Regions from separate parts of the Danio rerio genome. Here region 2 is linked to region 1. A link is a contact called in public Hi-C data. All regions are on one chromosome and are shown on one strand. The core of a region is the stretch at or near the end of the contact, and the rest is flanking DNA. Distances in the headings are between cores, read along the strand shown. Region 1 holds the start of pex7 (peroxisomal biogenesis factor 7). Region 2 holds the start of rnf217 (ring finger protein 217).

What was found. A called contact is a pair of places that touch in the nucleus more often than the background predicts.
Region 2: a contact with region 1 is called in a Hi-C map of hematopoietic stem cells, with 1.7 times the contacts expected there. The contact joins the promoter of rnf217 here to the promoter of pex7 in region 1. A contact is called at or near these places in 2 of 18 Hi-C or Micro-C datasets (hematopoietic stem cells and an unstated tissue).

What each region holds. Positions count from the first base shown.
Region 1 is chr20:42,864,206-42,867,623 of GRCz12tu, forward strand. It overlaps pex7 (peroxisomal biogenesis factor 7), which reads right to left and starts at 1,583. Exons shown (of 10, transcript NM_001013532.2): 1 at 1,244-1,583; 2 at 208-265. The coding sequence starts at 1,349. It also overlaps a transcript of esco2 not described here.
Region 2 is chr20:43,071,808-43,075,225 of GRCz12tu, forward strand. rnf217 (ring finger protein 217) reads right to left here and starts at 1,610. Exons shown (of 6, transcript NM_001082853.1): 1 at 654-1,610. The coding sequence starts at 1,535.

The DNA.
Region 1 (3,418 bases), core at 333-2,832:
TTTAAATTTGCTACACAAGACTTTTCTTGTAGTAGATTAACTAATGTTCACCGAATTAGTGCTAAAACATGCTGAATGTTTTCTAGTAATTGTTTTTTGCTTAGAAATAAAAATAAATCAAAATCATAATTTTTTTTATGTATACAATTGTATTACATATTGTTGTCATACTTATAATTGCTTTTTCATCTTTTATTATTAAATTACCTCTTCACAAGTGAAACATCTGTCTCCCGTTGCTCCAGCACAAAAAGTGTCCCACATCCTAAAAGCCAAGAAACAGGTTTATGTCAAAATCACAGTTTTGTATTAATCATCATACACTACCTGACAAAAGCCTTGTCGTCGATCCCAGTTGTAAGAGCAACAAATATTAACTTGACTTCTAGTTGATCATTTGGAAAAGTGGCAGAAGGATTTTCCCGATAAATCATTTGCTGAACTGCATCCCAATCATCACTAATACTGCAGAAGACCTATTGGAACCCGCATGGACCGAAGATTCTTACATAAATCTGTAAAGTTTGTTGATGGAAAAATCATGGTTTGGGGTTACATTCACTATGGGTGTGTGCGAGAGATCTGCAGAGTGGATGAACACATCAACAGCCTGAGATATCAAGGATATTGTGCTACCCATTACATTACAAACCACAGGTGAGGGCAAATTCTTCAGCAGGATAGCGCTCCTTCTCATACTTCAGCCTCCACATCAAAGCTTCTGAAAGGAAAGAAGGTCAAGGTGCTCCAGGATTGGCCAGCCCAGTCACCAGACATGAACCTTATTGAGCATGTCTAGGGGTGAGATGAAGGAGGAGGCATTAAAGATTAATCCAAAGAGTCTTAATGAACTCTGAAAGTCCTGCAAGAATGCTTTCTTTGCCATTCCACATGACTTTATTAATAAGTTATTTGAGTCATTGCAGAGATGTATGGATGCAGTCGTCCAAGCTCATTGGAGTCATACACAATATTAAATCTTTTTCCACTGCACCATGACTTTTTATTCCACAATATTTCTGTTCAGTGACAAGCAAAGTCAGACCGTACTGTCCTTATAAATAATAAAAAATCAAGGCATGATCATAGTTTATCTTAGTAAAATAAGCGTAATCTAGAGCCATTTTCATTTAAGCCACTACTGATACCAAATGATCAACTAGAAGTCAAGTTATTTATTGTTCCTAAAACTTGGATAGGCGACACGACTTTTGTCAGGTAGTGTACATGCCACTAACGTTACCTGCTATTCCATAATACTGAGAGGAAGCACATGCCATCGTAGAAGGCAAAAAAGGTGAAATCTCCACCGCATATCCATGACGTCCCGGAGACTTAAACGACTTCATACCGTTTCTCTAATAACTCAACGAGTGCAGAAATAGTCTAAAGTCCACGAACAACCCATTTACAATAAATAACGTTTTTTGTTTGTGGAAAACCACCAATATACGTACTGTCACCTAGGAAAACGTTTAAAACGATTAAACCTATAATTGTACTGTACAAATGAAACAATTGCCCTGCTTAACTTCCATATTAGCGCAAAACATGTGTATGACAAGTGTTTACTTCCGTGTTTTGGTGAGCTGACGAACGCAATGCTGTGGTTGGTCACATGTGGATGACGTCCTTGACGCTGATTTGCAGAAGCAGTTTTGATCTATTGTAGATATACGTGCATGTTTATGCGTTTTTCCTTTAATTCTGAATTGTTTGTAATTAATAGAAATGAGTGCATCAGACGTTTTCAATCTGGCGATTATAAGTCTTAAAATAAACACGTGAGTAAATGAAGAACATGAATGAAGCTTTATTTGAATGACACCAGAGGGCAGCATTTCTCCGGTAAAGACTTGCCACATTAGAAAAAATACTACAGTAATTTATAGTAAATACCATTGGTAAATACTACAGTGTTTTTGAACCATAGCCTACTATAGTAAAGTGTATTGTGCTGTATATAATAGTCTGTAGAATTGACAACTATTTTTGCAGATAACTATTGCAGCACAGACTACACTGTGTAGTATTAACTATAGTTAACTGATAAATTGTAATAAACACTTTTGTTTTTACTACAGTAAACTGTGATGTATTGTTGTATGATATTGGAGAAAACTACACTGTTGGATCATTTGTTTATATTACTAAAGTTGTTGTGTTATTGTACTAACTGTACAATTACCACAAGCACTTTACTATGGTATGGTTCAAAAACACTATAGTATTTACTCTACTATTTTTCACATGGGTTGTTTCCTTTTGAGACTTTTTAGTCTAAATATCTTACAATTGAAACATTTAGATTAATATTGTCATGATGCAGGACTAAGGTCACAAAATGGGGGAAATTCCCCCTTAAATCATTCATCCGGCTTATTCCCTTTATTAATCTGAAGTTGCCACAGCGGAATGAACCACCCACTTATCCCGCATATGTTTTGTACAGCAGATGCCCTTCCAACTGCAACCCAGCACTGGGAAACATCCATACACACTCATTCTCATACGGACAATTTAGTTTATTTAATTCACCCATAGCGTATGTCTTTGGACTGTGGGGGAAACCAGAACACTTGGAGGAAACCCACGCCAACATGGGGAGAACATGCAAACTCCACATTGAAATGCCACCTTCCCAAAAATTCTCCTACAGATTATATACAGGTTATTTTTATGGTCCGCAGTGTTTGTACAGTAAATTAAGATCAAACATTATACAAAATTAAGAGGCCACATTCCCTGGATTTAAGATATATAGTTGTGTTTGAGTAAAACATCATTTTGGTTTTATTCTGTTTACTGATAATGTTTATTCAAAATGTTTAGACTTTTTAAATGATCAAAAAAGGTGCCATGCTTTCAGATGTTTAATTTTTAGACAACACAACACCAATGTTTCAACCTCCTAAGAGTAAAGAAGTCAACATTTGGTGGAATTACCATGATTATGAATCCCACCAAATGAAAACATCTCTTGTTTTGATCAATTGCCATTTTCTGAATAAATAAACAAACAAATAATTAAATAAAATAACTAACCAACTAAATAAAATAATAAATACATACATAAATAGTTAAATAAAAATAACAAACTAACCAACTAAATAATAAAATAAAATAACCAACATTATTCAGTAATTTTCTTTTCAGCTTAGTCCCTTTATTAATCTGGGGTCACCACAGCGGAATGAACTGCAAACTTATCCAGCATGTTTTACACAGCGGATGCACTTCCAGCAGCAACCCAACACTGGGAAACACCCATACTCTTGCATTCGCACACATACACTACGGCCAATTTAGCTTATTCAATTCACTTGTATCGCATGTCTTTGGACTTGTGGGGAAACCGGAGCACTCAGAGGAAGCCTGCACGAACACGGGGAGAACATGCAAACTTCACACAGAAACG
Region 2 (3,418 bases), core at 360-2,859, 210 kb after region 1:
TGTACAGCATACGTAATGACAACTATAAATGCATTAAATAATCTTAGCTGATGTTATTTTCATAGTTAATACCTAATAACACTTTAAAACAAAACTTGTAATCATTTTTTAATTAAGTTAATAACTAAAAACAATTCAGTTGTATTTTTTTATTGAACATATAACTATAATATTGTTATTTCTCATTGACTAACATTATTTGATTTTATTGTAAAAAGTTGTTACCTATAGACCCTTTTCACATTTTCGAATTTCTCAGCTGCATAAATAGAAACTCCTCGCATAAGCGGTAATTCATTTTTTGTCATTTGACACAAAGATGATAATGCATTCATAAATGCATATAAAGGTTCATACGGTTTTAAAAATATATATAAATATGAAAAACTTTAAAGGATTTAGGAGTATGATGACCGATAAACACAACATAACAAAAGACAAAACACGTCTTGTAAAAAAGGTCCAATGTACTTTATCATCATTTTGCTATTTAATTTCTTTAAAACAGTTATTTACTCTTAACATTACATAGGCCCACAGTATTTTTTGTTACTGTTAAATGTTAAGTTGCATTAATATCGCGATAAAAGGAACAACCAAATTTGATACTATTGCAGACACAAAGGTACAACACTGAAAACAAATATGGATACCTGTGAGATGATGTATCTTTTCAGACATTCTTCACAAACAGCCTTTTTGCAACAGTGTAGCGGCATGATTTGTTTATCGTCAAGACAAATGCGACATGTCAACACCACAGACAAACTGTTGTCAGCATTATATGAGCTGTGTATTCCAGACACCATCAGGTCAGAGACGGTATAGGGCACTGGGTAGGGATCATGATTGTCCAATTCTAAGTTTGGTAAGTCGGTGGATGGTAAAACCAGTACATCTGGGGAAGAAGAAGATGAAGAAGATGATGATGATGATGATGATGAAGTCTCGTGATTGGATGTTGTTTTCTGAACAGGTATCCTATAATTATCATTGGCTATACAGTATACAGTGCAGTAAACATGCTCTTTTGATTGGCTGGGATCTTCGCCACTCTTCAAATCAATGTTATAATCAATATGATGATTCCCATCAGGATTTCCCAATTCTGGATTGCTCTCAATATCTTGTTGTAGATTTATTGTGCTACATTGCAACCTTTCATCATCATTTTCATGGTCCAAGTCGTTTAGATTGATGTCATTTCCTACTTTCTCTAGATTTTTGGGATCTTCTGTATCTCTGATAGTGGAACCAAAATTCCTTCTTAAAATATCCACAGCTCTTATGTTTTCCCTCTCGATATGTTCTCTGTGGCCGCCTCCTGGTCCATGTTTGTGTTTATGAAATTCCAAAACATCCTTCGAGGATAATGATGACGATGACGGCACCTTCGCCTCACCGCTGCGGACATCCTGGCCGAAATCAGTGCTCCGTGTCCCGCTGGATACATAGACAGATTCCCCGTCGCGTCCGGAATAACCGGGCATATTTCGCGTGGTGTCATTCACTCGCACGGAAGACTCATCTTCCATTCCTGAGCGGTCAACTTTCCATTTGAGCGAAAAACACACACAGTCCGGTTTCAAACTCACAAACTAAAAACACCGAGTAACAACTAATACACCACTTCCGGGTGCTAAATAGCGAATCCTACTACGGCGAAGCCTCGGGTTATGAATATTAACTATCTTACGTTGACGTTACTTGGTAACGATCCAATGACACACGTCTATCTCATGAATATTAACTATGCGGCTTTGACGTTGTGTCTTTTGCTTCCAATGAAACATTTCCTAATATTAATGAAAATCCGTCGTCAGCATAGTAGGATTCGTGAGCTCACCGTCGAATGTTATGCTTCTTTCGTTTATGCTCGACTAGGTGAGAACTATTACTGTTAATAACCTATTAAATGCGCATATAAATTATAGCACAAATAGCTAGTTATAAGGTGTTTGGTTAGATCTACAATATGCAATAAATACATACGTAAAGATAAAAAACTGACGTTTTACATTTTAAACAACTGCATGTGACTGAAGTCATACTCTTTATATTAAAATGTACGAGTGATTAATACTGTAAGCTTGTACCGTTTGAAATATGTTCTAGTCTCAAAACAACAATCAAAGCATACATCAGAATGAGTCCTGTATATATAACATTGCTACCTGGGGAAAACCACAGAAAACAGACGCTTAAATGTCATACAATAATAGTTTACATGTCAATAAATAGATACAGATAATACAGATGGATGGATGGATAGTACCAAAATACCACTTAACTGTATATTTTTATGTAACTATCCTTCAAAGCTTATATCTAGAATAAAACTTAGCATTATCACATTATTTTCTATTTCATTTTTTCATTGTATTTGTTAGGTTAAATAATGACATTATTTTTCTGTGCAGAAGTTATTAAAACATTTAAACAGATAATTTACTTGCTTACTTGCTTTCTTTTATATAATAACTCATCTCATAACTGATCTATTTTTATCTTTGCCATGATGACAGTAAATAATATTTGACTAAATATTTTTTCAGACACTTCTATACAGCTTAAAGTGACATTTAAAAGTTTAACTAGGTTAACTAGTCAGGTTAGGAAAATAATGCAAGTTATTGTATAATGATGGTAGACTATCGAAAAAAATATATAGCTAAAAGGGGCTGATAATCTTGACCTTAAAATGTTTTTTAAAAAATTAAGAACTGCTTTTATTCTAGCTGAAATTTAAAGACATAACTGTGTTAATACGGTTAACTAGACAAGTAACAAATAAGACTTTCTCCAGAAGAAAAAATCAGAAAATATCCGAAATACTGTGAAAATGGCGACGTGGTGGCGCAGTGGTATAGCACGTTTGCCTCACAGCAAGAAGGTCGCTGGTTCAAGCCTTGGCTGGATCAGTTGGCATTTCTGTGTAGAGTTTTTGCTTGTTCACCCTGTGTTAGCGTGGGTTTCATCCGGGTGCTCCAGTTTCCTTCACAAGTCCAAAGACATGCGGTACAGGTGAATTGGGTAGGCTAAAATTGACCATACTGTGTGTGAGTGTGTGTGAATGAGAGTGTATAGATGTTTCCCAGTGAAGGGTTGTGGCTGGAAGGGCATGCACTGCGTAAAACATGTGCTGGATAAGTTGGCGGTTCGTTCCGATGTGGTGACCCTGGATTAATAAAGGTTTAACATGCTCTGTTAAACATAATTTGAGAAATATATAAAAAAGATATTTTTTATATCTATATAAAAAATATATAGACACTAATTACCACTAATTAATTCCTAAATTATATCTGGTTAAACATTTACTCAGTAAATTTAAAAAGGATATTGATATAAATTGCTCTTTTTGTTCTTTGCATTGGTAAACTTTACCCCCACATCTTTTGGCACTGTGGTTAAGTTA